7 separate regions of the Mus musculus genome follow, and regions 1, 2, 3, 4, 5 and 6 are each linked to region 7. Evidence: chromatin contacts called from public HiCAR-type, HiChIP or PLAC-seq and promoter capture Hi-C data. All regions are on one chromosome and are shown on one strand. The core of a region is the stretch at or near the end of the contact, and the rest is flanking DNA. Distances in the headings are between cores, read along the strand shown. Region 1 holds the start of Usf1 (upstream transcription factor 1). Region 2 holds the start of Uhmk1 (U2AF homology motif (UHM) kinase 1). Region 3 overlaps Uhmk1 (U2AF homology motif (UHM) kinase 1). Region 4 holds the start of Uap1 (UDP-N-acetylglucosamine pyrophosphorylase 1). Region 5 holds the start of Hsd17b7 (hydroxysteroid (17-beta) dehydrogenase 7). Region 6 holds the start of F11r (F11 receptor). Region 7 holds the start of Atf6 (activating transcription factor 6).

What was found. Promoter capture Hi-C pulls out the DNA fragments that hold promoters and counts their contacts. HiCAR-type assays count read pairs that join an accessible place to other places. HiChIP or PLAC-seq counts read pairs in DNA pulled down with a chosen protein or histone mark.
Region 1: a contact with region 7 is called in an H3K4me3 HiChIP or PLAC-seq map of the SCID.adh cell line, with 11 read pairs. The contact joins the promoter of Usf1 here to the promoter of Atf6 in region 7. A contact is called at or near these places in 2 of 39 promoter capture datasets (erythroid cells and liver), 1 of 484 Hi-C or Micro-C datasets (the G1E-ER4 cell line), 2 of 115 datasets of contacts at active chromatin or transcription factors (the SCID.adh cell line and pancreatic cancer cells) and 1 of 9 other capture datasets (adipose tissue).
Region 2: a promoter capture Hi-C map of neural stem cells shows a contact between it and region 7. The contact joins the promoter of Uhmk1 here to the promoter of Atf6 in region 7. A contact is called at or near these places in 17 of 39 promoter capture datasets (the 3T3-L1 cell line, 3T3-L1-derived adipocytes, the HPC-7 cell line and 12 more), 2 of 484 Hi-C or Micro-C datasets (embryonic stem cells and pro-B cells), 17 of 115 datasets of contacts at active chromatin or transcription factors (the NIH/3T3 cell line, the SCID.adh cell line, astrocytes and 13 more) and 1 of 9 other capture datasets (macrophages).
Region 3: a promoter capture Hi-C map of liver shows a contact between it and region 7. The contact joins the enhancer-like site here to the promoter of Atf6 in region 7. A contact is called at or near these places in 8 of 39 promoter capture datasets (the HPC-7 cell line, cranial neural crest, embryonic stem cells and 4 more), 9 of 115 datasets of contacts at active chromatin or transcription factors (T-cell acute lymphoblastic leukemia, bone marrow-derived macrophages, craniofacial prominence and 6 more) and 1 of 9 other capture datasets (adipose tissue).
Region 4: a HiCAR-type map of astrocytes shows a contact between it and region 7, with 4 times the contacts expected there. The contact joins the promoter of Uap1 here to the promoter of Atf6 in region 7. A contact is called at or near these places in 17 of 39 promoter capture datasets (the 3T3-L1 cell line, the HPC-7 cell line, cranial neural crest and 11 more), 5 of 484 Hi-C or Micro-C datasets (the Ba/F3 cell line, the G1E-ER4 cell line, forebrain and 1 more), 15 of 115 datasets of contacts at active chromatin or transcription factors (CD8 T cells, T-cell acute lymphoblastic leukemia, astrocytes and 10 more) and 1 of 9 other capture datasets (pancreatic islet).
Region 5: a contact with region 7 is called in an H3K4me3 HiChIP or PLAC-seq map of neural tube, with 5 times the contacts expected there. The contact joins the promoter of Hsd17b7 here to the promoter of Atf6 in region 7. A contact is called at or near these places in 1 of 39 promoter capture datasets (3T3-L1-derived adipocytes) and 4 of 115 datasets of contacts at active chromatin or transcription factors (astrocytes, embryonic stem cells, neural tube and 1 more).
Region 6: a FOXA1 HiChIP or PLAC-seq map of pancreatic cancer cells shows a contact between it and region 7. The contact joins the promoter of F11r here to the promoter of Atf6 in region 7. A contact is called at or near these places in 2 of 39 promoter capture datasets (liver and pre-B cells) and 1 of 115 datasets of contacts at active chromatin or transcription factors (pancreatic cancer cells).

Annotation. Positions count from the first base shown.
Region 1 is chr1:171,408,919-171,412,903 of GRCm38.p6, reverse strand. It overlaps Usf1 (upstream transcription factor 1), which reads right to left and starts at 1,591. Exons shown (of 10, transcript NM_001305676.1): 1 at 1,464-1,591. It overlaps Arhgap30 (Rho GTPase activating protein 30), which reads right to left. Exons shown (of 12, transcript NM_001005508.2): 12 at 2,664-3,985. The coding sequence ends at 3,563.
Region 2 is chr1:170,213,232-170,216,986 of GRCm38.p6, reverse strand. It overlaps Uhmk1 (U2AF homology motif (UHM) kinase 1), which reads left to right and starts at 1,580. Exons shown (of 8, transcript NM_010633.4): 1 at 1,580-2,014. The coding sequence starts at 1,747.
Region 3 is chr1:170,194,957-170,198,899 of GRCm38.p6, reverse strand. It overlaps Uhmk1 (U2AF homology motif (UHM) kinase 1), which reads left to right. Exons shown (of 8, transcript NM_010633.4): 8 at 1-3,943. Among named protein-coding and RNA genes, the nearest start is that of Uhmk1, 18 kb to the left of the region's middle. Within about 2 kb of position 2,434, at least 6 of the 459 cell types and tissues checked have an H3K27ac peak or open chromatin away from gene starts, as enhancers often do. A contact at or near this core is called in liver, where this site is marked.
Region 4 is chr1:170,172,785-170,176,683 of GRCm38.p6, reverse strand. Uap1 (UDP-N-acetylglucosamine pyrophosphorylase 1) reads left to right here and starts at 1,720. Exons shown (of 11, transcript NM_001305045.1): 1 at 1,720-1,934.
Region 5 is chr1:169,967,382-169,970,904 of GRCm38.p6, reverse strand. It overlaps Hsd17b7 (hydroxysteroid (17-beta) dehydrogenase 7), which reads left to right and starts at 1,700. Exons shown (of 9, transcript NM_010476.3): 1 at 1,700-1,807; 2 at 3,472-3,523. The coding sequence starts at 1,773. 3110045C21Rik (RIKEN cDNA 3110045C21 gene) reads right to left here and starts at 1,496. Exons shown (of 3, transcript NR_040438.1): 1 at 1,330-1,496; 2 at 103-455.
Region 6 is chr1:171,436,242-171,440,172 of GRCm38.p6, reverse strand. F11r (F11 receptor) reads right to left here and starts at 2,612. Exons shown (of 10, transcript NM_172647.2): 1 at 2,472-2,612. The coding sequence starts at 2,532. It overlaps Gm26641 (predicted gene, 26641), which reads left to right and starts at 2,851. Exons shown (of 2, transcript NR_151523.1): 1 at 2,851-2,931.
Region 7 is chr1:170,866,017-170,869,786 of GRCm38.p6, reverse strand. Atf6 (activating transcription factor 6) reads left to right here and starts at 2,016. Exons shown (of 16, transcript NM_001081304.1): 1 at 2,016-2,137. The coding sequence starts at 2,086. It overlaps Gm9929 (a long non-coding RNA gene), which reads right to left and starts at 1,957. Exons shown (of 2, transcript XR_003948181.1): 1 at 1,873-1,957; 2 at 1-1,206.

The DNA.
Region 1 (3,985 bases), core at 342-2,841, 540 kb before region 7:
TGAAACCTTTTTTGCTATTGGGAAACCATCACTAAGCATAAAACCCAGGTTTGGCTCTTGGATACTACTCCGCTGTCGGGGCTCTTGTTTTGAGAGAGTCCAGATTTACAGCATCTGTTACAAACACCAGTGCCCAAGTGCATCATGTTCAAGGCTTCTTTATTTTATCCAGCAAGGCTTCCTGTAGAGCAACATAGTTGCTAAAATGTTGCCATGACAACTCCAAATCAACTAAGCCTCAGGAGGAGGGGGGGAAAGAAAACCTCCAGGCTCAGGGTTCTGCAGGAGAAAAGACAAAGGGGGAGGAATCCATCTACAATGTTCCTGCCTTAGGACTTTTGACAACCAGCCAGAGAACGGGAAAAAACAAAGAACTGTACAGACAGATGCCACCAGAAAGAAACAGCTGCATAGGACAAAGCAATAAAATAATCTCAACAAGAAAGGACAAGATTTTTTTTAAACACTCTACCCGCAAGATCTTCCAAACCTTTCTAATCAAAGAAAAACCTTAGTTTAGCGGATAATGCGCCTCGGAAAGACCGTGTGCAAAGAAGAACGTTAACAACAATAACAAAAGGGAACTGAAAGTGAAACTGTCCGTAGAAAGTAAGGCTGCAAAGGGAGGCAGCGTCCGGATGTACGGACCACCTAGGGGGTCTCCATCCTCAAACAGGAGGAAGAGCTCCTCCTGAAGCTCCTGGCACGGCCTGCAGGAGGAGGCTATGAAAGAGACTGCAAGGCGCACGAGACAACCGTATAGCCAACAGCTGTCAGCGCAACTTCTGAGGCTACCCAGAAACGGCGGTAGGCTCCTTACTCAAACCTTGGTTGTATATCCGGAAGCATCCTGAGCATTAATAATACGTGATACGGAAATCAGCCTAGGATTTTGTGGTTTTGCATGCTCAAAAGGAGAGCCCAGCAAACGTCCTCACCAAGCACAGACGCAAAGGCAGAAATTTAAAAAACAAAACACCCCCCACCACCACCCACACACAAAAACCAGATCAAGTTCCCAAAGACTTCAAGCGCCCGGACCTTGCCCGAGAACGACGCGTCTCCCTGCAGGCCCACCGACTAGTAGTAGGCGCTTGGGGACCTGAGTACCCGGCAGGCGCGAGCCCCGCAGCCCGCGCGGTGACCCCGCCGGTCCCAGCCCAGCTCGCCTGCGCCCCAGCTGCTCCGCGGAGGAGAGACGGGGAAAGGACGCCGGGGACCTTCCCGGGCCTGCGGCTCGAAGCTGGATACCCACCGCAGGCGGCTGGGACGTGTGCACACCGGGGCGGGGAGCGAGCTCGGCCCACAAAGCAGGAGAGAAAGAGCCGGGCACGGCCCCCTCCCCCAAAACAAAGGCTCCGTGCCCAGGCGTGGCCTGGCCTGGGAAACGCCAGCCAAAGCAAAGGTGCCCCGCCATGCCGATCCACCGGCGTCCGGACTCCGGCCGGCTCCGACGCACTCACCGGGCCAGGCCGCTTCAGTCGCCGATTTCCCCCGGCAGCCTTCTCCGTCTTTGGATCTAGGTCTCTCCATAGACAGCTGCTCATGCGCAGTCCCAGCCTGCGGCCATGTTGGTGAGGGGCGGAAGTGTGCCCTCGACCCGCCCAGCCGACGGACGGCCCCCCGAGCTGCCACACTTCCGCTCGCTTCAAATCTGATGCCCGCTAGAGCGGATGTGGGTACGTGAGTGGTCGCAGGCTCTGAAGGGAAACAGACGGTATCCTTGGGGACCTCGCTAGAGGCCTTTGTTTTCAGTAAGAACCAGGAAAAAAAAAACCCGACTAAATTGTACTTCCATCCTTGTGGTAGGCGGAGCCCTTTTACTTCCAGTAAAAGGAAGTAGAGGGTGGAACGGCAATCTTAGGCGCCATCTTTCATAAGGGCAATGTGGGACGCCATCTTGGATCAGGGCATCACTTTGAGGGGGTTCCAAGTGGACTTTGGGACATTTCTGAGTGTACGTGGATCTGGGTATATACCTTTGTATTAACGTCAGCAATACTCCAAAGACCTCATAGCTTTTCCTCAGGCTCTTAAATACGTGTGGGGACGAGTTTGATTACCATTTTCTTCATTCTGGGTGTACCCAGAGTGATTTTGGAATAGTGAAGTATAATAGCAATAGCTAGAATTCAGATTCTGAAGCCATTCAGACTCTGAACTGACACTTTTTTTTTTTTTTTTTTTTTTTTGCGATAGGGTATTTCTATGTAGTCCTACATAAACTATGCTGGACTCGAATACACATAGATCTCTCCACTCCCAAGTGCTAGGATTAAAGACAGCCACCACACCTAGAAACTAACACTTCTTAACTCTGAGGTTTTTGATGGGCATTTTTACTTAACTACAGCTCAATTTCTTTGTAAAACGGAAATACCAATACCAACTTCACATCAAGTGGATTAAATAAATTCAAGAGCAAAGTTTTTATGCACACAAATCTGGCCCAATTCCTGGCATTAGATGAACATTATGTAAATACAGGTTTCTCTTCCTCATTTCTTGACCACCATGAACCCAGTTCTACTTTCTAGCTACAGTTTCCCATGACAACTGAGGAAGAATATCTAAATAAGAAAAAACAAGATATATACATTTTGGCAACTTTGGAATGTGATACCATTCACCCAAAACTTTAATAAGACAAAGTACATACACTGTTTAAATGTTAAAAAAAAAATTCAGCTTTTATTATCAAATACCCACCATTGCTAAATGGTGGCCTGTAGCCCCAGCCTGTGCAGAGACAGTGCTAGAGCCAAATTGAGTGACATTCCCTCTACTTTTCTTTTCCTTTTTCTTTTCTTTCTTTATTTATTTTATGTATATGAATGAGTACACCATTGCTCTCTTCAGACTCACCCGTAGAAGGCATCAAATTCCGTTACAGATGGTTGTGAGCCATCATGTGATTGCTAGGAATTGAACTCAGGACCTCTGGAAGAACAGTAGGTGCTCTTAACCTCTGAGCTATCTCTTCAGCCCAACATTCCCTTTTCCTAAAATGGGAGGACCTCTTCTGCAAAATAATTGAAGGTAGAGGATGCCACCCATTTCCTTCAGCAAACACTGAGGACTTTAAAGAGCTTCTTGGATGTTTCTCCTACTCTGAAACTAAAGAGGGTCAGAAGACAGCCAAAAATCTAGGAACAAATCAGGGGTGAGCTATTCTATATCTGGTCCTATATCTCCCACATCTACAGTAGGCTTCTGTGAAGAGATATTCACAGCTCAGAATAGGGCAAAAGTTTGGCTGAAATTCCCCCACTGTATTTAAATTTAAGAAAAAAAAAAGCTTTTACCTACCCTATGTTTTTGTTAACTCCCTGGAAACAAGATTGTTCTATGTTTCTTAAGACTCTGCTAAGACATAAGTGGCTTTGTGTCTAACACAAACATAAGTAAATCCACCAAGTCTGTACCTCTCATGGTCAAAACAAGAAGCTGGAGGACCCAAGCCTATGGAATTAGACATCTCAGCTGCCGAGGCAGCAAAGACAGCTAGGCAAGTGCTCCAGAGATTGGTGATGATTTCTTGGTTCCTCTTGTCCTGTCCTAATCATACCCCTTCATCTTTCCCATGATTAGTCTGTGTTTCAAAAGCATATGTCTGGCGCTGAGGGGCCACAAGAGGGACAACAGGGTGAAGCTCTCTAGGGGGCAGACTAAGCCGACTCCTGGGCTCAGACCCCTCTGTGCCTTCAGGTGGGCGTTCCAAACAGCTAAGGGGCCGGGAAGAATGGGCAAGGATCATGCTACAAGGAGGGGTTCTGGAGCTGAGACTATAATCCCCACCTCCAGTACAGGTCTGGGTCCGCAGAACTCCCTGAGACTCGGTCCTCTGGCGTTCCCGGGCCAGGGCCACAGCAGCATCAAAAGAAAGACTGCCCCCATTCCTCCAGGAAGCTCGAGAACCCCAAGCTTTTTCTCCAGGAGTCCCATCAAGCCTACCAGGCCTTGGACATGGGCTTGCAGGTGCTAC
Region 2 (3,755 bases), core at 331-2,830, 650 kb after region 7:
TGACTAATGTGGTAAATGCTACACTGTGCATATTTATATGCATAAAAGCTCTTGTGTTTTTAAAACATTAAGATTCTTTAATCAAATAGGCACCCTGCCCCCCCCCAGTAAGAAGTCTGGAGGATGGTTTTAGGAAGCACAATGGATTTCTACCAAGCTGTCAAGGATCCAGAAACCTTTTGCATTTCTTCTGGGTCATGAATGATCTAGACTTGCGTTTATTTGTCCCTATACACCCAGTTTCCTCTTCTTCCATTAGTTATGAATTTTATGTGAATTTTCTAGCTTGTCTGGAGCTAGCTTGGGTCATATGACTAGGTAAGCACTAGCTAATGGGATACGACCAGAAAACTCAGTACCATTTTGGCTATTTTTGTGCTTCTTTGGTCTCTTTCCCCATTCTCAAAACCATGAAATGCTGAAAGACAAGGCAAACACATAGGTCACAAAGATAAAAGTCCACTGAGATTGGCAGAACCCTGCATTATTAATTGTAGAAGGGAATGCTTCCATATCTAAGACAACATACTTTGGGCTTTTTGGCACAATAGATCACATCCAATTAATATATTAATATGTTGCTTTTATTCTCTCAGTTGCTTCATAAACAGGATGACTAATCTGTCTTTATTTTTTGTTTTGCTTTTTAAGATTTATTTATTTCTATATACACTGAAATTCTGCCTGCATGTTTGTGTAAGAGTGCCAGATGCTCTGGGACTTGAGTTATAGACACTCGTGAGTTGCCATGTGGATGCTGGGAATTGAACCCTGATCTGGAAGAGCAGTCAGTGCTCTTAGCTGCTAAGCCATTTCTCTAGCCCCAACTAATCTGTCTTTAGCTTTACGCTTATTTTCTTAAGCAGGAGATAGGAAGTAACAGGGAAGAAAACACAACATCTAAGTGAGTCAAGTTAGATCTTCCAATAAATCCTTGTTAGTTATGCAGGAAGGTCTTATTGACTAGAGAGAGGGCGTGGTCACAGCCACTTCTGAGAGAGGCCAGGTATTTCTTTTGTGTATATTACTGTTCCAAAGAAAATCGGAGTTATATTAGAAAGGGAGGTGGTAATGATGGATATCAGGAAGATGTGAAAGCACGTAGCTTTCAGCTTGAAACAATAGGTAATAGAAAATAAGATAGCTGCACAAGAGACAAACAGTTCAGTGGCTATGAGGAAATACTGATCTTCCCCAGGACAGGACTTTGGTTCCCATCACCCAAACCCGGCAGCTCACAATCTCCTGTAACTTCAGCACCAAAAGATATTACACCTTCTTCTGACTTCTGCACACATGAGGAACAAATACACAAATATATAAATACAAATATAATAACTCTTTAAAGATAAATAAAACAAAAAAATCAATAATCATATATTTTGCTGGAGCCAGGGCCTTCCTTGCGCATTCAAGGCAAGCACTTTACTACTGTGCTACACCCCATCTCTAATAATTAAGTTTAATATCTCAGTTGTTTTGTGCTAAACAATTTTCCCCCTGGAGGCCCCGCCCCTCTTAGGCCCGCCTCCTTCAGCCTCTAGGATTGGCTTTCCCCCACTTCCGGCTGGGTCCGAGTGCACTCCGGCTTCCGGTGTCATGGCGGCCTGAGGTCCGGGGAGTCGGTCGGAGCGCTGCAGGCCCCTCCCTGCGGAGCGGCGGGTCCGGGCGGGGATGTGACGGCGGGCGCCGCGGGCCTGCCTGGCGCGTCGTGTCGGCTCGCGTGTCCTCGGCCCAGCCCGCACCATGGCGGGGTCCGGCTGCGCGTGGGGCGCCGAGCCGCCGCGCTTCCTGGAGGCCTTCGGGCGGCTGTGGCAGGTCCAGAGCCGCCTGGGCAGCGGCTCGTCGGCCTCGGTGTACCGGGTGCGGTGCTGCGGTACCCCGGGCTCGCCCCCCGGCGCCCTCAAGCAGTTCCTGCCTCCGGGAACCACCGGGGCTGCGGCCTCGGCCGCGGAGTATGGTTTCCGCAAAGAGAGGGCGGCGCTGGAGCAGTTGCAGGGTCACAGGAACATCGGTAATTGTGGCTGTCCCCCATGTCCTGCCCATGTCCCGGCTCAAGCATAAGCGTCCTCCGCCTGGCCCCCGGTCTTTGGTCCTGTAGGTGGGAGGAGAGGATCGGGCCTCACTAGTTGTCACGCGATGCAGGTCCCTTTTCAGTCCACCTTTCCTTTGCAGCTGTCTGAGGTATACGGTGGAAGTGATTATTACATAGCAAATGCTTAGTAAAGTCCAGTTTGCTTAGGTTTTCATCCGGTAGTTAGAAAGTGAAAGGCATGAGTTTGCCAGGTTGTCATGTCTTGAGTGGAAAATTTTGCATCTTTTCCAAATGGAAAATATTCTAGGGCATCCAGTGCCATCATTGACATCAAATGACATACTACTGAGAACGGAAAAAAAAATACATATTTCGTGTGAATTTGGGAGAGGGAACCCAGTGTTACCTAGAAGTTAATGGAAGTGTGATATTTAAGAGCACAGCGTTTGCTTCAGTAAGACTTTCATGACTCAGAGATTTAGAATGTAAGCTTGTTTGGGCCACAGATATATGGAAGCAGTCCTCGTTGCTAATCCACGTACAGGCAGAGAGCTTGTAAGCGGTTATAACTTTGGTTAGTAAAGAAGCGTCATAGATCTTGGCAAATAGAACCCATGTGTAGCTTGAAGAAAGTGTTTGTTTATTTATTTATTTATTTATTTATTTATTTATAATACTACATTGATAGAATGTCCTAATGCTAGTGTGTTTTTCTTTTTTTTCCTTAATCTTACTAAGCGGTATATCACTATAGCTTTGGTGTTTGACAGGAACATTTTTTGCATGCCTCAGTACTTGTTGAATCTCTTGCGTGATTACATTAGAATGTTATTTGTAATTGATGTATATAATATGTGTGTGTGTATATATATATATATATACACGTATATATATGTGTGTGTGTGTGTATACATATGTCTATGTATATACACATATATGTATGTGTGTATATATATATATACACACACATGTACACACACACACATATATATATACATATATATATATATATGTATATATATATATATGAGCATAGAATGCTGTTTTGGATCAGGCAACCTTCAATTTGCTCTTAAGGGTTACTTAATATCATAGGTTTTTAAAGTAATTTTATCTTAAGACCTTAAGGGCATATTCACCCACCACTGAGTGTTGAGTTCTTGGTGAAACACAGGTTGAATAATTGTGCCATATATCGCCATACTTTATTTTATTTAACCCGGCTGTCCAAAGATAATGCTCGCTCCCTGGAAGAATAGTGGAAGTTTCTTGCTTATCATTGTCATTTTTATCCGTGGGGTGGGGTTGTGTGGGTGTGTCTCAGTGGTTAGAGAGCCTTTGCTGTTCTTGCAGAGGCCCGGAGCTCAGTTCCCAGTGTTTCCAGGGATTTGGGTGCCTACTGCCTTGGTGGCCAAATGACACTGGGGTAACGCTCGAGGAATTTTTCATTAGACTTTAAAAGAAAAACCCCAGGGCAGGCAAGCCTTAAATCTCAGTAACTGCTCTGAGGAGGGGAAAATAAAATAGAGAAAAAGCGATGACGCTTGTGGTAAGCAACATGGAGGGCAGCCATGTGTGGAGGGGAAGTGGGGAGTGGTCAGGCAGCCAAAAGGCCTGAAGAGGAGCTTAACAGAAAGTGTTTGAGAAAAGCATAGACTAAGACGACTCTTACCTCTCTTAGCATTTAGGCCCTTAGACAGGTCATTGACCCACCCAACTG
Region 3 (3,943 bases), core at 1,185-3,684, 670 kb after region 7:
GTAAAGTTTTTCCAGATGTGATTCTTTCTGCTATAATGGGAAATTGAAATGGATCAGATAAAAGTTAGATGCACAGTGACGGGAAAAGAGAAGAGTGCAGAGAAGGCAGCTCATCACAGACCCTCCTCCCCCATCTGCCCTGCTGCCCTGCCACCTTCCTCCTTTCCCCGTCGCCTCTGTCTGCAGCCTGAGGGCAGTGTCCCGAGTCATCGGCTTTTGACTGTAAGGGAAAAGAAAGGTTGATGTATTAGAAGGTTGAAGTAGAAAGGAAGAAAATTCAGTTTCTAAAAGAACAATAGCAATCTAGTGTGTCCTTGATAGAGGATGCCTGTTGCCACGAGTTTGTGGACACAGATGGACTGTGGCTTGAGGGATATGAGTGGGGTTCTTCCTGCTCTGTAGTAGTTTGCCTTGAAAGGTGTAAACGTAGGAAACTTTTGTAAAGCACTGATTATACAAGATAACCCACAGATTGTACACTTGTGACAGAGTTTTTCCTATTTCCTTACCTGAATGAAAGTGTTATTTATTTATTTTTCCTTAGGAAAGAGTGTTTGTTTCTCTTCCTGCTGGCAGCCTGCTTATATAGTCTCTTGTCCATGCTGTTCAAGTTCCCAAAAACTCCATTAAAACTTGCATTTTAGAGGTTGAATTATTTTACCCTGTTTAGACATTTACTGCCCAACATTTGTCAGTATAATCAAATTGTCCCGAGCTCCCACTTAGGAAGTTACATTTGGTGTAAGGGGATTTGCTGCTGAGTTACCTCTGCTCGTCTCTCGTGGTCCCTGATGAGTGTCTTGGGAAGAAGGCTTTTTCAGGGGTTCATTGTGTGGTTGGTTTTCAAGTCAAACTTGAAGAACATAGAATCAGGGCTGTGAAGTCCTAACTAAGCTTTCCTAAAACATAAATATTTACATGAGGAGCTGCTTCTGTGGTCATTAGTAGCAGGTCTCTACGTTTCTACTGATGACCACAAGATACAAGTGAATTCTTTTGAAGGGCAAGTATGGTTAGCACATGTTCCCATATCTCATAAAAAAGAGATCCTTGCAAATAAACTGCAGGTAGGCTGCCAAGCTTTACCGTGCAGTATGCTGCTAACACTGCTGTACTCACAGCATTCTGTGAACCTCATCCATGCAGATGTAGCTATGCACATGTGTAGAGTTGACACTGTAGACTTGTTACAGACGATGCTAGCCAGATTTTAAGGGAGCTGAGGAAGTAAATGAGTGAGCCCGAGTAATTACATTGAGATCATTGAATTAAATAGTTTATATTGAAGTCACAGACTTGAAGACAAAAGATAACCTGCTATGATTTAAACCATTGTGTGATAGCTCTTAGCCCATTTTACCAAAGAGGACAGCTGCAGATTCCTCCTCCTCTGATACTATCAGGACTTTCATTTTAATATCTTTCTTAAACTGGGACCAAATAATACTACAAAAGATGCAATTTTCACAATAAATATATGCACAGGGATTTTAATTCCTTGAAATTATTAAAATCCTAGAATTCTCTTACTAAGGGGTAAAGAAGTGAGCGCTCATGTTACTTAGTCCCTGTCTTTGGGGGCAAATTTTATCTCAGGTAGTTTTTCTCTCCCTATGTTAAGATTTGTGCTTCCTTCCTTCTCTCTTGCCTCCTTCGGTTCGTCTTTATTCTTCCAAAGCACTATACAGTGCACATTTTGTCCCTGATTAGGCACAGAAAGCGATTGCCCGAGGGAAAACTTGGGGTTCTTTTGAAGTATTTGGAGGAGGAGACTTGTAGCCATTATCAAAACTATAACTCTGTAGTTGGAAGAGAATAATAGTGCTGGGTACCCCAGAAAGGTACTGCCTGCATTTCACCATAAGTCTACATTTATTATGACTGGATACTCTTCTTCCTTTGTGACCATTGGCACAGCGTCTCCCTTTGGGAACTCTTCCTCTCTGCTAAACTGATCTAAATTTATGGCTGCTTTTAGAATCAAATGACTAACATAGTTCTACTCATCTGTCTCTGTTTTAATTGAGAGGAGTGTGGTCTTCTCGTCGTTATGTAGCTGCTGAAGATATGTTAACCTGCCAGCAACTGTGCTGCCACCCAGAGAAAGGTGCCGAAGTATGAGGGGCATAAGGCTTCCTTCTGTCTTAGTCTAGACTTTCCCTCAGGCAAGGCACCACTTAGAGGATAACGTAGAAGCAGGCTGAGGATCATGCTGTTTTATGGCTCTTCTGAATGTGGCAGGTGGCTGACAACTTGGCATCATTCTTGTTAGTTCTCCCGCCAGTTTATTAAGCAATTTTATTTTTAACAGTCGCTGAAAATGAGCATCATCGTGCCTACCTGGTGGGAATTATAGCAGTACAGTGGGAGGGGACGCACTGGTGACCATGCACTTTACCTAGACTCTCACCCAAAGGGTACGGGCTGGGCTCTTTGTTCAGGTTAGGGTACAGATCGTGATGTTTCATCTGTTGGATGATGTGTAGCTAAAGTTCTGGGCAAGTCAAATATTAAACCTCACCTGGCCGATGTCCCAGGGGAACTGCACTGTCGCCTTTCTCTTGGAATAACTTGGATTGATTCGTGTGAGTCCAGAATTTTCTTGGCATACTTTTTAAAAAAATGTATAAAATGATCCCAGTTTGACTTATTTCAGAATTACATGTTGATGGAAAGGCCAGTTATCTGTCACATCTGATTCTGGGATCTAGTTTCATTTATCAGGTTCTTTCTTCAGCACTTACTGATCCAGCTCTCTCTTTCTTGTAAGTTGTGGACACTTACACACCCGTCCTTGGTCACTTCTAGTTCAACAGAATCCCCATTTCTTGAGGTGCTCGGCAAGTTACCTTTCTTTGCCTAGGGTTTGGCACTCTTCACTTGGCGTTGCCTGTCTCCTCAAATACACACTGCTCTTGTTGAGGCTGTTGTGTGGAGCTCATCTGGTATGTTTAGATTCCTGGGAGGTTGGGTGTTCGAGACAGGGGTTCTCTGTGTAGCCTTGTCTGTCCTGGAACTAGATTTTAGATTCTTAATCATGGAGAAGCTTGGATATTTTAGTTTTTAGAGTGTCCCCATTTTTTTTAAGAATGAATTTTGATCCTTTCTCTACCTTATAACATAGGATGGATCATGATTTTTATCTTTGCCACCTCCCCCAGATGGTGGTCACCAGTGACTATTGCTTTACACTGTGACAAGCAGTTGGCAGGTACTAGGTATTGAAGAAGGTAAACAACTTAGAGTATTTTTGCTATGACTTTATAGGAGAAATGAGCTGTCAAAAGAAATATGTACAAGCCAGGGAGCATTTAGGATAGAAAGTTTTTGGAGACAGGGTTTTGCAGTGTAGCCTAGACAAGCCCCCAGCTCAGGATCTTCCTGCTTCAGCTTCCCAAGTGCTGCTTGTCACAGATGTGCACCATCTTGCCCAGCTCTGCTAGGAAGCTGTTCTATAGATGGTCATAGGTGTTTTTCAGGATATAAGACTAACACACAAGTTTACACACCTTTTGTTGTCCTGATAGTGTCTATAGCTCAGCGCGTTCCCTGATTCTTGTGCTGCTTACGGGAGTGATTGTTTTAAACATGCTGTTTTTGTGCCTTTCAGAGAGTCATAGTCATGGTAGCTGTGTTTGCTGGAGTTCATGGGAACCTCACTAAAGGATGGCCGGAGTGCTAGACTGGTAGCAGTCATGATAATGCCAAGAAAAAGTGGTGGCTCTTTTGAAGGCTCAGTGTGCTTTGTGAACTGAGTTCTTAGTGTTTAGTGGCAAGGCAGGCCCGCTTTTGCTTGCCTTACAAGGTCATTTCATCTCTGTTGTACAAAACACGGCTGCTCCTGCTCTACCTCTCTGTTAAAGCAAAGCAAGTCACATTCTTGAAGACTGGAATGCTTACTTTTTTGTTTGTTTCTTACTGAGAACCTTGTATAAGCAGCTAC
Region 4 (3,899 bases), core at 471-2,970, 690 kb after region 7:
ACCTTTTGGCAGGTACTCCCTTTTGGCACTTCAAATTTCCAAGTGTGTGTGTGTGTGTGTGTGTGTATATATATATATATATATATATAAAACAAAAGCCTTGGAGGCAGAGAACTAAAGGGCAGCCTTCAGAAGTGTTGGGTGGTCCCTCACTCCTTTCTGAAGCTAAGGCCTCTGCTTTCTCTGAGCTCTAATGCTCATCTGAGCCTTTGCTGCTGCACTCACGGCCGTCCCTTAGGAAGAAGGAGCACGTCTCTCCCCTGCCTCTCTCATTGTATTGGAATCCCTTGAAGAAATAGACTCTTGATTCCCCTGTAGAGTCTATTGTAAGTTCTACTGTAGAATAACTCAATAAATAAATACGTTTTGGACAATATGCTCTTTATTGACTGCTGTAGCCGCCAATTTCTTTCTAAGAGAATGCTTCTACCCCAGGGACTTGCACACATAAAGAAGGTCAAGAGATTCTGGGCAACCCCATTGTGGGCAGGCTCTGAATTCTTCACTTAAGACTCGGTACTTTCCAAGCTGGAAGTATGAAAACTAGAGAACACACCCGTGTTGTTAGTCTTGCTCCAGGAAGGCACACCTACCACTATCAACAGCACTGTGGGTGCCATTTACAGCTTCTCAGGCGACGTGGCGTTCTGACAGGATTCCAGAGAGCATGCAAGGCTAAGGCCAAGCAAATACTGCTAATAATATATCATGTCCTTCCTTGATCCTGTTCCACCAAGCTGTTTATCCATCTAATCTCTCAAAGCCACAAAGGTGCCTTAACAGATGGGCAACTACGTTTTTATTTACAAATGATACCCCTTGTTAAATGATATTTCTAAATGACATAAATTGATAGTAAAGTCTGGATTAAAAATGAATACGCAAGAATGACTAAGAAAACACTGAAAATGTAAAATGAGGAAGCCTATCCACCTGATGGAAAACATCCTGATATGTTAAATTTAGTTGCTTTTGACATCTCAACAAATTGGACTCTCGTTTCAAAACCTGCAAAAACCCAACATAATAGCTCTAAATATAAATGCAACTTCATAACACTGAGATTATAGCCTGCACATGCACATCTGCTGCCTATGCTGTAACAGGACAGTTGAATTTTAGCTCTCCTCTCCTAGCTAAGTTCTTGCTCTCTGGGCCGGTTCTCCCTGACTGGCACATTTTGCATGGCCTCGGGTCATCTAATCCCTTTTGATTGCATTTCGTTCACTAGTCGCTGTGCAAAAGGCAACCCGGCTGTGTCGACACCCAAGAGACTCCGAAGACAATGGCAGAGGAAGCCCGGGTCACTGGCAAACAGGTATGTGGAGAATTAGAGACAAAATCAGCTAGCTTAAGGTCACAGGCCTGCCTTGGAGGGATCTCTGCCTAGAAACCGGCGGGTCTTTCCCAACCACACCCGTGGGCGTTCGGAAATCCGTCACTTGAAGACTCACTGCCAGCGCCGCGCTCCCTACCAGGCGCTCTGATCCGCCCCGGGTGACCGAGAGGACCCGCCCTGCAGTTTGTCCTTAAGGTGGCGCCTGGCCTCACCTCCCCGCGAAGCCGCGCGCGTAGCCGGCCCCGCCCCTGCTAGTGCGTGGGGGGCGGTACCACAGACTGACAGGATCCTTGGCCATCCTATTGGGCAAGAGTCTGAGTGACGTAAAGAGGCTCCTCCTTCCTGTCGCCGGTGCCCGCCCCTTTGGCTGTTCTCGGTCGCTGACGTGTCGGGCCGGCAGGCTTCCGCTCCGCCCCTGGGCCGCAGCCACTCACCGCGGCGGGAGGGGCCGGGTGGCCGGGGCCCGCGCTCCCCTCGGCCGCTGCTCGTGGCCCGCCCCGCCGCCCCGGCCCCTCGGATGACAGTATATATTCCAGGCGGGCGCGGGACACGGGCGAGTAGCCGAGCCGAAGGAGCCGCGGGATTGTCGAGGGAGGTAGGGACCCCCTTCACGCGCGCGCTCCCATGCCTAGCGCGGGGACCCGGCTACGCGTTGCCGCACCTTGCTCGGCGTCCGCTGCTCGGAGCTCCGGAGAGGCGTGGGCTGTGTCGCGGCGGGGCGGGGATGCGCGCGCGGAGGGTCTTGGGGGAGACCTGAGGGAGGAGGCTTGGGTGATGATGGAGTTCCCGGCGCTTGTCAGCGCTGTTTTTGAGTTGGGGGAAGAGGAGCCAGGAGGGTTTCAGGCTAGGGCCCGGGCATAGTTGTGCCACTTCTGGGGTTCACCGGTGGGAATAAGTGATCGCTGTTACTGTTGGGAAAGCGCGTTGGGGTGTTTTGAACCCACGAGGGTAAGAATTGATAGTTCCGACCAGGACAGTGGATCCCAATGGGGGATGTGACTAGCACAGGACCCGCTTGCCTTCGCTTGATACTGATAGTGAGAGAGGTTCAGATTTCAGGGTTTTCCCCTCAGTTGGACTGGAGGAACGGTGAGGCTGAGAGCACACATATGCTCTAGAAGATTTTTTAAAAGTTTGGTGTGAAGGCTGACTGGCCTTCATCGGCATACTATGAGATCTGATATCCGATGGTAATGATCATGCATTTATGAGAGGCACAAGTTTAAGGACTTGGAGGTGAAGTTCACTGGGCTTGGATCCAAGAGTTTGCAGCAAACCAAAAGCATTTATCCATTTCGTTATTAGTTGACTCACTTGGCTGAGGGAAAAGACTTCATAGTCTGTCCTGTTAGTTAGTGGTTAGGACTCAAGTCAGTCTCAGTACCATTCCTCCCCACCCCCACCCCAGCCCCTCCCCTCCCCTCTTTTTTCCTGTTTCGTTTGTTTGTTTGTTTGTTTCCGAGACAGGGTTTCTCTGTGTAGCTTTGGTTGTTGGAACTCACTCTGTAGACCTGGCTGGCCCAGAATTCAGAGATCCATTTACCTTAAAGATATGTACCGCCACTGCCTGGCTCCATGTGTCCCCCCCACCCCACCCCCACCCCCCAAAGCGATTTACTAACCCACCCTGAGGACATATAGCAGCAGAGGTGGGGGTGGAATTGGGAAATACTGGACGTCCTTAATGTGGCATTTAAATTCTAATAAAGGCATGTTTGATAATGGTTTGTTGGGTATGTTGATCCAGGTGTGTTAGGTTGTAGGCACACACCAAATTTAGTCATAATTTCTAGTGCAGACTTTTGTTCTTAGTATAAAAATCCACGTCTTTTTAATTCTCTTCTCTATTGCTGTATACCATTTGAATTTAGTTACACACACACAGCTCTCAAGAAAAATGAGTAGGAGATGCAGTACTATGGTTATCGCTGTGTCAGGTAAATATAACCGTATTTATTATGAATGTTACACAACACATAAATGGACAGATTTGATTTTGGTAATAAGATTTGTGGATTGCTGGTGTTCTGGGACCAGATATCAAAGTTTACAATGAGTTGTTTTATTTGCATGAGTATGTTTTTCTCCAAGCACCCAAAGTACTACCCAGTACTTACTGAATGAGCTAGCTAGCTAGGTTGCGCTCTCTCTCTCTTTCTCCTTTTTCTGAGACAGGGTTTCTCTGTGTAGCTCTGGCTGCCCTAAAACTCATTCTGTAGATCAATCAGGCCTCAAACTCAGAGATCCACCAGCCTCAGCCTCTGCCTCTGCCCAGACCACCCTGGCCGGGAACTCACAGAGATTTGTCTACCTCTTCAGTGCTGGGATTAGCGGAGTGAGCCTCCTCTGCCCAGCTTTGAATGACTTTTAAAGGAACAGTTCTACCTAATATTTACCATAGTATGTGTGCGTGTACTTTTAGTAGAAGAGGCCTCTTTGCTTTTTAATCTTCAGGATATATGAAAAAGGCCGGGTCGTCTTCATGAGGAAATACATACACCAGGGAAGTGAAATTATTTGCACAGTGTCAAATGATGGGCAGGGGACAACTGGAGCAAGG
Region 5 (3,523 bases), core at 451-2,950, 900 kb after region 7:
TCTGGTACCCAACTGAAGAACCCCAGGACAACACAAACCCAAGATGAGTAGTTTGGAGTGAGGTAAAAACAAAACAAAACCAAACCAAAACCCAACACTCACCTATGAATTAAAAAATATTTTCATTGCTCGGGGTTGTGACTCTCTATGACAAATGACTTTAAAAATTAAACATTTTAGATTAATAGTCCAGTCCATCCCTTGTCGGTCACAGAGCCTTGGAAGCAGCAACTTGAGTAGAACAAAAGGAGGAAGAGTCCCAGTTTCCCTTACTGGGCTGGGCTGGAAGTGATAGAGGACTTTCTCTGAAGTCTTCTGGGTTTCATCTAACTCAGAGCTGGTCCCACTCCTGTTCTCATCTGAGGCTGTAGTAAGGCTGAACTCCTCTCGGACCCAGGCAGACTCCTGATGTTGCTTTCATGCACAGAGTTCATGCTAATAATTGCACAAGAGAACTTAAAAAAAAAAAAACAACTCAAAATAAACGTCATAATATGTTAATTAAGTTTACAGTTTTCTGGTGGGCCATTTTCATGCTACCCTAGGGTGCAGTGTGGACACACCTGTCTGCCACCCAACCCACCCACCAGGCTCTCCAATTTCTTTTTAAAAAGTGAGCTTTCTTTGGGAGAGCCACACAGTTTTCTCTGTTCTTTTGCTGCCACTTCTGAACTCCAGGGTTTAAAAAGGATCATTTGGGTATGGAATCTCAAGATCAGGGATTTTTTTTTTTTTCCACTTCAAGGCTTTAGAAAATTTGTTAAGTTACTGTCTTTTAAGAACAGTTGAAATGATCAACCAGTTTTCTTAAGTTTTAGCAGTTTGTTGGTATCATTAATCAAAACATATAGATTAAAGCCCAGAAAAGACGTTATCATTTAGGATCACGGCTATCCCTAGTAATTACAGCTCTGAAAGAGGAATAGTTTGTTCAATCATATGAGTATTAGTCCTTTCACTCAATATTAATCATCTGTAAGTAGCGAAAGCTGGGATAACGATTATAACAGCTGCGCAGGGTATTTTTATGCGAATTGAACTTAATAAAAAAAGGGAGTTTTAATGTATGCATTTGCCCCTCCCTGATTACCTAGTTCTGCTCCCTCCAAAGTACTCATCTGGGATGGCTTGGAGACAAAAAAAAAAAAAAAAAAAGAGCGAGCGAGCGAGAGAGAGAGAGAGAGAGAGAGAGAGAGGCAGAGAGAGTGAGAAAATAAAGCTCATTACAGCGACCTGAGAGGTCTGAAGGAGATGACAGTACGCATTCCTTTAGCGTTCTGAGATTCTCTGGTTTCATTCCACATTCAGAGCTTGAAATTGCTAACTTACTCGTGATTCGACATAAATACAATTCAATGAAATCCAGGTTCTCTTTCTTAAAGACCATGCTTTACACATCCTAAGAAGCAAACTTGGACTTGGGTTCCTGCACCGAAGCCTCTCCCAGCAGCCTTGTGAAACCTCCAGCTCTGCCGCCCGCTTGCTTCACTCAGAACAAAGCCCCCGCCGCAGACTGGGGGCGGCGACTGCCTGGATTGGCTATAGGACCCTTGTGTCACGTGGCTCCGCCCCTCGGCCTATCTCACCTCACCCGGTCTGGGCGTGGAGAGAAGATGCCGAGTCGCGATTGGCGGGCCTAACGCGCGGACCGGATGACGCAGGAGAGGTGGAGCCGGGCCGAGCCTTGATTGGTCGAGGTGCGCGTGGTCACGGATCAAGGTTCAGGCTAAGAGAACCCCGGTGCAGTTCTACTTCGGTGCAGGGCGTGGAAGATGCGGAAGGTGGTTTTGATCACCGGGGCGAGCAGGTGAGACCTCCTATGGAACCCCGGAGTCTATGCGGGGGGAAGCGCAGGTCGGTGATTCACTTCGATGGGGTCCGCAGAGACCCCGTTCCCTGGCTTTCCAAGAGGTGTGGTCATGCCTGCCTCGCTTGGTGCTCGGTGCTCGGTGGCTGGCGCTTTGAATTAAACATGACAGTGGAAAGGAAAGCTAAACCGCCAGTGACTGGTCAGCCTGGCAGTGATGCTGGACAGTTGTTCTCTAGGGACCGTCAGTCTCCGAGAGTAGTTAATTGTAGGTGCCCACAGTTCACTTTAAACCTAAACACTCGGGGTGTTTAAATGTCAGCATCCATGAACTTTAGGACAATGAGGAAATTTCACTCCTGCAGCATGTTTTCATATACTCTTTCCAGGAACCTACAGAACGACCAGTCTAGCAACTAAGGCTTATCCTGATGCAGATGCCAGCAAAGTTATTCCAGGCTTGCCCATTTGACCCTTGACCTACTTATCATTTGTTGATGAAGAATGTGTGGAGGATGGACCCAACCAACTCCCCTCCTACCCCCAATTGGTTACATTGCTATTTTTTGAGGAATTAATACAGGATTTGTTAAATGCCACTTAAGCCTGTTTCAGTGACCCAATCACATCTATATTAACTAAACCAGTGGAGGGGTCTGTCTTGGGCTTTTTGTTAGTGTGCGCTCTCCTTTAGGTCAGCTGGGTTTTGGCCGTTCTCGAGTGGAAAGTGCCTGTAGAAGTCAGACCTGAATTGGTGTGATTTTGATATACTGTGGTGTGTGCAACTTATACTAAAGTTGGTATTTAAAGTAAGGATGAATAGGCCGGTATCTGCTTGGTACTTTGCTGGCAGGGCCGCCAGATTCTGTGGATTCCAGACTCACTTTGGAGCTCCCTTTGCTGGCAGTCTGCATGAGAACTTACTGTTACCCAGAATGGCCTCGCTACCAGCAGTGGGCCCCATCTGCTGCGACCTTCATATCACTCTTTGTGACCCAGTGCATCTGAAGCCTCCTAGCTCTGCTCTTTCCTGCTTCTTTGTCTTCGGCTCTATCTGCTTGCTGATTCTGCTTTCTGTCTACTTGTATTGAGGGCTTTTTTTTTTTTTAAACTCTTGGCTATTCTGCTGTGACTTAGTAGTTGACAGGGATTTAACTTCAAGCTGTGCTACTGTGTATTCTCCTGAAAACAAAACAAAACAAAGCAAAAAAAAAACCCCAAAAAACAAAAACCCAAACCAAAACCTCACCGGTTGGTTCACTTACTGCGATTTACAGTTTTCCTAATAGCAACAGTACCAAGAAGTGGTGAGAACCCTTGCCTTTGCGGGACCAAGGCACCACAAGAAAATGGGGACACGGTAAACAACTAATACGGCCCCCCTTAAAGTATTTGCTAGAGATATATTAAATCACACCCTAACAGGTGCTCCAACCCTCACTCACTGTGTCATTGAACCATATTAGAGGGGAACAACTGGATGTTGCTTATCAACATGGCTAATCGGGAGATTCCTTCTTCACATAATGTTTGGGTATTTTCTATCTGCTTGGATTTCTCATTGGAGCTCATATTGACACTGTCAAGTTTCTGAACCAGAGAGAACTGCCTTCATTTAACACCATTTCAATGAGCTCATGCTTGTGCCTGAATTCTCCCTTCAGTGGCATTGGGCTAGCCCTTTGCGGTCGACTGCTGGCAGAAGACGATGACCTC
Region 6 (3,931 bases), core at 1,363-3,862, 570 kb before region 7:
GGTCACCAGTCCCAACTCTCCAGGCTCAGCTCTCCCAGCCTGTCTGTGTAGCCTGCCCACTGAGTAGCTCAGGCTGGAGCAGTCATCCACTTAGCAGGCTGGGCTCAATACTTAGCTATCCCGCTCTTTCTTTTCCTCCCTGACGGCAGAGCCCACGGTGAGGAGTAACTCAGAAGCCAAGGACACTGGGGCAAGCTGTTTGTGCTTCCTTCACACCGGATGCCCCCACAAGAGCCCTCACCTTAAAACTCAGTAATCATAAAATAAAGCCATTGGGAACTGTTCCTGCGTCCTTTGACCTAGTCTTGTAAGGACAGCATTCTTACACCCTCACAAAATCCAAAGGGGTAATAGCTGTGCGACAGTAATCCCTTCATGTATATGTAACGTAGCTATTAACTCCATTGATCCTCATGGCGTGCGGAGGACTTGTAGTATTACTTCTGTTTTATAGCAGAAAAGACTGAGCTCCTAGCCTAGGGGCACAGGACAGACAAAAGAAAGAAGAACTCCTGATGAGGTGGCCCGGCTGACATTTCCATCCTCATTTGCACTAACCAAATCACTCCCTTCCCCCAGGTCTACCTTGATTTCAAAGTTACACCATGAAGTGTATTCTCACCCACTGCCACCCCCTACGTGTTATTTCCCTAGGGCCCCCTGCCCTGCCAAGCAAATAAATGCCCCACCTCACTCAGGCTTCCTTGGAACCACCGCTGCCTGCTCAAAATGATCTTGTCACCATCCTTCTCTTTGGTGGTGAGTGCTAGAATTAACGTAGGAAATTAGGGGAAGAGAAAAGGAAGGAGGAAAGGGGTTGGAAGGAAGTCGCTCCAGGGCTTTACGTAAGTCTAACAACTACGGTCCTTGATCCAGAGGAAACAGTACACAAAACAGGAATGTGGGTGTGGCTAGCAATCTAAGATATGAACAGAAATGAAACAAGTGATGGCCGGGCAAAGAAAGGAGGAGGGGACGGAGAAACAGTAGTAGAATTCAAAGGTGAAGTGAGAGACTCTAGTGGAAGGGATTTCATTAATAACAAGAGAGCTGATTCTGAAAGAGTAGTTTAGATCCTTCTTATGCCTCATGCCTGAGACGCTGGATCTCCAGGAATGGGAGTCAGAGGGCTCTGGTTCCATCCCCAGCTTCTTACCCTCTTGTAAAACTGGGAAGGTCATTTCCTCTCCACAGATTAATTTCCTTATCTGTACAATGTAGAGAAGTAGACTCACCTATTGTCTAGGCCACTCCAAAGCTTTACAGTTGTAATGAGAAACAAGGGACCCATCTCTCCATCTTGGGGACTTAGTCTTATGATTGTTCTCCAAAAAGGTTACCAAAACGAACTGCCTTTAGAAGACAGCGATACTGACTGTAATGGTTTATTTCCTTTATCCTCTCTAAAATACTAACCGTGAAGGGAAACAGATTCATACGGAACACATTCCAACAACAGGAGTGTGTGACACTCAGGAACCAGACATAGCACACCCAAGTCCCTGGGTTTGGTCCTCGGCTCCGAAGGGTGGTGGCGGCAGGGAAAGGAGACAGATAAATATACAGGTGCTGACACACACTGACCAAGGGAACAAACCAACCTACCTCACACTCAACCTCATACAAACACACCTCGAGATAGTCATGCCCCAGCATGCGAGCCTGGCTGTTTCTCAGGAAAAGGAGTCGACAAAGAAACAAAAAAACTCTCATTCCGGGCAAGGGGGAGGGCAGAGTTCTGGCTCTAAGGAGATCCAGCCAACCAATAGACCTACTCTTGCCCCAGGGAATCCTTACTCCGTCAACAACCTTAATTAACGACTCTTTGCTACCTAGTCAAGAAAGGAATTCTGAATCTGAGAAATTTTAGAGAATTCATTTCTTCTTCAGACGCCGAACCTCGGCATTAATCCCAGAAGGTCTACTACTTAACAAGAGGAAGAAACCCTTCTACAAAAGCCAGGAAAAGAAATCTTCCCTACCCAGCCCACCCCCCTCCTCATTACATTTCCTTCTAGGGCACTTGAGCCAAGGGAGTCCGGGTGAGAGGCTCAAGGTTTCTCTGAGATCTCCGAGAATGTCGGAAGGGCAGGATAGACCTTCCCAGACGTATACTATGGAGAAGAACGGCTAGCGAAATAGTTGGGTTTGGGGAGGGTCCTCGGGTCGTTAGGGGAGACCCAGAACCATGGACCCTCCCGGGTTATTTTTGGTGCTTCCGCAGAGAGGGTACTCCCGGCACCGAGTGGGAGGTAGGGTCACAGATCACCGGCTTGGGCGAAGGGAGCCAGCCAGTCTCCCGGTGGGGGAGGGGAACGGAGAGTGACCAGACCCGGGCGGAAAAGTGGACTCCCAGGGCGAGGCAGGCAGGCAGGTTTCTGGACTCCTCCCTTCCCGTCGGCGCGTGGGGATCGTCCTCTTCCAGCCTCTCCCCGGACCCACCTAATCCTCCAAAAACTCTAGGAACTCACCCAGGATCATAGACGTGAAGAGAAACAACAGTTTCCTCCCGGCTTTCCCCTCGGTGCCCATTACAGTTACAATCCCGACGCGACGGGCACAGCAACTCCAATGGGAACAGCCTCGCGATCCACTGCCCTGGGCTGGACTCTAGCAGCCAGGTTAAGCCCGGCCCGCCTTTCTCTCCACGCCCGGTGGGCGGCGCCCGGCTTCCCCGCGTTCCGATTGGTGAAAAGAGAGGGAGCTCCGATGAGTGACTCACCGTACGCAGGTGCAACCCCGAACTTTCCTCCTTCTTGAGTCCGATTGGTGGCTTTCACCTCTAGAGACCTCTGGTTGGCCCAGGAGACTGTCGCTTAAAGAAACCAAGGCCTCCTCTTCGGCAGGTAAGGGCATCCCAATTGGGCAGCAAGGCATGCAGATAGAGCCTTTCGGACTGCCAGGCCCTCGATAGTCATCTCTAAAGAGAAGGTGAGTAAGGTCACTGCCTGTGAGATGCAGGAATGTGCTTGGTTGATTTCTCTTCCATTACTTTTCAATTGCTTGATGGTGCAGAATCTTTGGTCCCCTCCCCCTTGGTAAGTGAAAAACACAAATTAATATAGGAAGGTGTAGGGAGAGGGTTGAGACAAGAGAGACATCTTGACTATCCCAAACTGGGTTGCTCTCAAAAAGAAACCTACATAGACGGATACAGGAAGCATCCAGATAATAAAAGCTGACCCATACTTCTTGGGAGGACTGGGAATATGTCTTTTATACATACACATAGGATCTATGTCAGCAGCTCCTTTGCTGGGCCTTACATTTGGATTAGCTTTTGTTTTCTAGACCAGGGCTAGCTATGTCGCTGAGGCTGGCCTCAAACTGTGGATCTTCCTATAAAAATGGCTATGCCAAGAGGTATGTAAGTACAGAAAGATTGGGGGCTCAGCCTTAGGTATCTAATAAGCCGTAGACCAGCCTGGGATTCATGAGACCCTTTCTCAGAGGAAGGGAAGGGGGTGGGAGGGGAGGAGGAGAAGGATAGAAAGGGGGAAAAAACCCAACCTAGTGTTTATGCTTGTAATCCCAGGACTGTAAAAGACAGGGACAGCAGGATTAGGAGTTTAAGGCTATCCTTGACAAGGTAGCAAATCAGAGAATAGCCTAAGCTACAAGAGACCCCATTTCAAAAATAAAACAGGCTGGAGAGATGACTTAGCAGTTAAGAGTGCATGCTACACTGGGCTTGGTAGCCCATGCTTTTAATCCCGGCACTGGGGAGGCAGAAGCAGGTAGATCTTTGTGAGTTCAAGACCAGCCTGATCTACATTGTGAGTTCCAGGACAGCCAGAGATGCAGTGTGAGACCCTGTCTCAAAAAACCACCACCAACAGCAACAACAATCAGCAAGTTTACCAAGCATCTCCTGGATGAGACTGGAAAGTATAAATAAATTAAAACAACATTTCTGACTTCAAGGTTGGCA
Region 7 (3,770 bases), core at 767-3,266:
ATTCACTACACTCACCAGCTAGAGAGAGCAGAACCCCTATAAATAAAGACAAATGCTAAGCTAGGAGAAGATGCAACATATACATCAGTAAAATGAATTAAGTAGGCTATGTGGAGACCTACCTGCACATCACTAGGAGAAGGGGACCGAGTAGCACACTTTATGAAAGAGTGGGTGGGTCACAACAGGGCACAGTCTAATGAACATGAAGGAATTCAGCCAGAGAAATGTAAACTATAGTCACACCGATTCATAGTGACAGAAATTGTAAAAGTCTGATCATATCTAGTCTTGGCGTATATGTTGGTGAGGATGTAAACTGCTAATTTAGCAAGTGACCCAGCACACATGTGAAAGGCAGAGTTGCAGAGAATATATCTTATGTACTGGTAAACAATTCAAAGACCCAGATGTCCGTCTCAGGTAAACAAGTATGATGCTATGTATTTAAGGGAATGTAGAAATTAAAACCCCGAGAGAGCTTCAAAGAGTAATGAATGCCTAGTGACAATAATTTGGAGAACATTTCCGTGTTATACATTTATGTGAATTAAAAAAGAAATTCCCCAACACTCAACATATATATTTACAAACAGGTTTAAACATGGTAAAAGTAAATATAAAAAATGGACTAAAGGCTGGGCGGTGGTGGTACACGCCTTTAATCTCAGCACTCGGGAGGCAGAGGCAGGCGGATTTCTGAGGCTACAGAGTTCCAGGACAGCCAGGGCTACACAGAGAAATCCTGTCTCGAAAAAAAAATTTTTTTTTTAAAATTTATATATATATAATTCCAACGACGAAAGGAATGTCATTTGTCGTAGGGGGACTTCAGAATCGCGAGTGTGCGTGTGTTCGTGTATGTATGCATGTATGTGCACGCGCGTGCTGCGTATTGCACATGCATGTGTGTATGTATGTGTGTATGTATGTGTGTGTATGTATATATGTATGTATGTGCGCGCGGGCGGTGCATTGCACGTGTGTATGCGGGTGTGGTCCCAGCCGGACTTCACGAATTCTGACCTGGCTTTCCTCTCACCTTGTTGCATTCCGCAATCGCAATCGGTAGTAACCGCAGCCACGAGGAGCTCGGAGGATTCTGGGAAGCATTTATGTTTGTTTGTAACCATGGGAAAAGTTCCTCTCGGTCCTAGAGGGATCCGTGTTCATTCACCGTCTGGGTTTGAATGCAGTCCCTGGCTACTGAAATCGAGTAAAACCGAAAAGTAAACAACACTAAGTAGGTTCTCGAAACTGTTGTTTCAAATTGCTCACATTTTCCAGTTGGAATCCGTGATGCATGATTCTTCTCTAAAAATATTTAGAATTTTGGATTTTAGTAATAAGAGATTGACAGCTTATTGCGAGTTTTAGAAACTCTTCTTTAGGAGGTAAGTGCGGACATGGAGAATTTATCTTATATATTTTCTTTGTTTAAATTTGTTTGAAGGTGGGTTTTCTACAAGTATTATTTGTGAGAAAGTTTACCTCGGATTCTGTCCCAGTAAAGGAGTGGTTCTAACACATGTCGGAAATTTGTATTTTTCTTTATTTACCGTGTACGTGGAAAATTTTTACAGCGATTGAAAAGCATTTATAAATACAGAATCAGGTTTACTGTCAATTTCTAATTTCGTTCTGAGATGTCTATATCGTAGTATTAAGCACAAAGAACAAGCCACTATGATCAGGAGACTTTTCAGTTTTAGTACTATCAGCGAATTTTAACAAAGCGGTAAAATCTGCGTGCTCTTCGCTCAATTTAAAAAAAAAAAGAGAGAGAGGGAGAGAGAAACAAAAAAGAACAACCACAAAACCCCACAGCGGGACAGAAAGTGCTGAAATCCTCGTAGGGAAATATTTACTCACAAGTCTATTGAGTTTGCTTATCTGCTGACGTCTCCTTAGCTTTGGATCCCAGTTCCCGCGTGCGGTGAGATAGTTTGCCTCCGCCCGGCCACCGTCCGTGTCAGCGTTCAGCTTATTTTGTCCTCCGGCCGCCGCCGTTTCAGGTTACTCACCCATCCGAGTTGTGAGGGAGAGGTGTCTGTTTCGGGGAAGCCGGCTTGTGTTGCCGGCGCCATGGAGTCGCCTTTTAGTCCGGTTCTTCCTCATGGACCAGATGAAGACTGGGGTGAGTGGATCTGCGAATGTACCCGAGCTAGGTCGGGCCGCGTCTGCGGGTTTTTTTCTCCTCCCGATTTCCGCCCGGTGGCGGTGACAGGTGTGGACGACCCGTGTCCGGGGAGCGAGGCCACGGGTTGAGGGTCGTAGAAGAGGCTGGCAGAGCCTCTGGGCTTCTGTCCTGGCCGTAGCAATAATGGAATGATGTTCTAATTGAAATTGCTGTAGTTTTTCAGCGTGTGTTCCTGGTGGAAATTCCAGGTGATCGTGAGGGACCAGAACTTAGTAGGATGATGATTGTAGCTGCCCCAAAGGCTCCAAGCTATTTTCTCAGACTGTGGGCGTGTGGCTGGGGAGCGCTGAGTGTGTGTGTGTGTATGTGTGTGTGTGAGTGTGTGTGTGTGTGTGTGTGTGCGCGCGCGCGCACTGAACGTGTACGAGATATGTTGAGAAAACTTGGTTAAAATACAGAAGAAAATCCTTGGCTCCCAGCTTGAACTGTTGGTTTAAGACATAGATCCAAATTGGCAAAGAAGAAACTCTCCCAAGCACCTGACCTCGTGTCCCTGATTACTAGATCTAACACAAACTGATGTAATCCTGACTGCTGTCCAAACACAGCTCTGAAATCTCTTGTTAAGTCTATTTTTAGTGTTCAGGAAGGATGGACCAGAGAATGACAAGGAACAAGCTTTGGCATCCAAATCCTTAGAGAAAGCTGATAGTCCCTTCTCGATTTCAAGACAGAATGTTAACAGGATTATGTGTGTTAATATGTGAATGGAGTTCTGTAGGTGGCTCAATGGATCCTGTAGTGAGACTACATTGTCCTTCAGTTTTGGGGACACTTTTTTTTCATGGACTAACATTCCACTATAACATGAGTGGGCCCTCAACTAGGAAGTGTTGGAATCCTAGTTTAATTTAACAGTGGCAGATGCTCTCTACAATTACAATCTATAAAAGGTTTATTTTAATCTTTGGGCCGATTTTGACAACTTTCTGGAAAAAAAAAACCTTTAAATGTTCATTCTCCAGTTCATTTCCCCAGCTAAATGCTTTTGTTATAGTAACAGCAGTCACTTGTTTAGGACTTTATTTTGCTAAGCACACTACATGTGTTATTTATGTTATGTTCATAACAGTCCAATGAGGTCCCGCCATCCTATAGATGTTGAAACAGAGGTTGACAGAATCTGTTCTCTGAGTCTTAGACGAGTAAGTGATAAAGTAGGATCAGAACCAGGCTTATCTAACTTTGAAGTCTGTGCCTCTGGTTTTTCTACTCTGTAACACTTGCTCCCCCCCCCCCCCCCAAGCCTAGATTCTTCCTAATGCTAATGTTCTTAACAAGTCTACTTAGATATGTTGGGTAGTTACAATTAGAATTAGTTTTCTCAATCATTTGACCATTATGTTTGTGGCATTTCTTAAAGTATAACTAAAAGGCACTTCCTGATGGTATCGTTTTTGTCCTAGAGTCTGATTCTCAGCTGCATTTTCCTAACTCCTAATCTTGATTCTTCAACAATGCGCAGTTCTTTGTAGTCAGCTGACTGACTCCTTTCTCAGGTATCCTGCCCTGTCTCCTCTTGAATATGTCATTTCCCCAATGTTTTTTAGCCTTCCCTTTTCAGACTGTT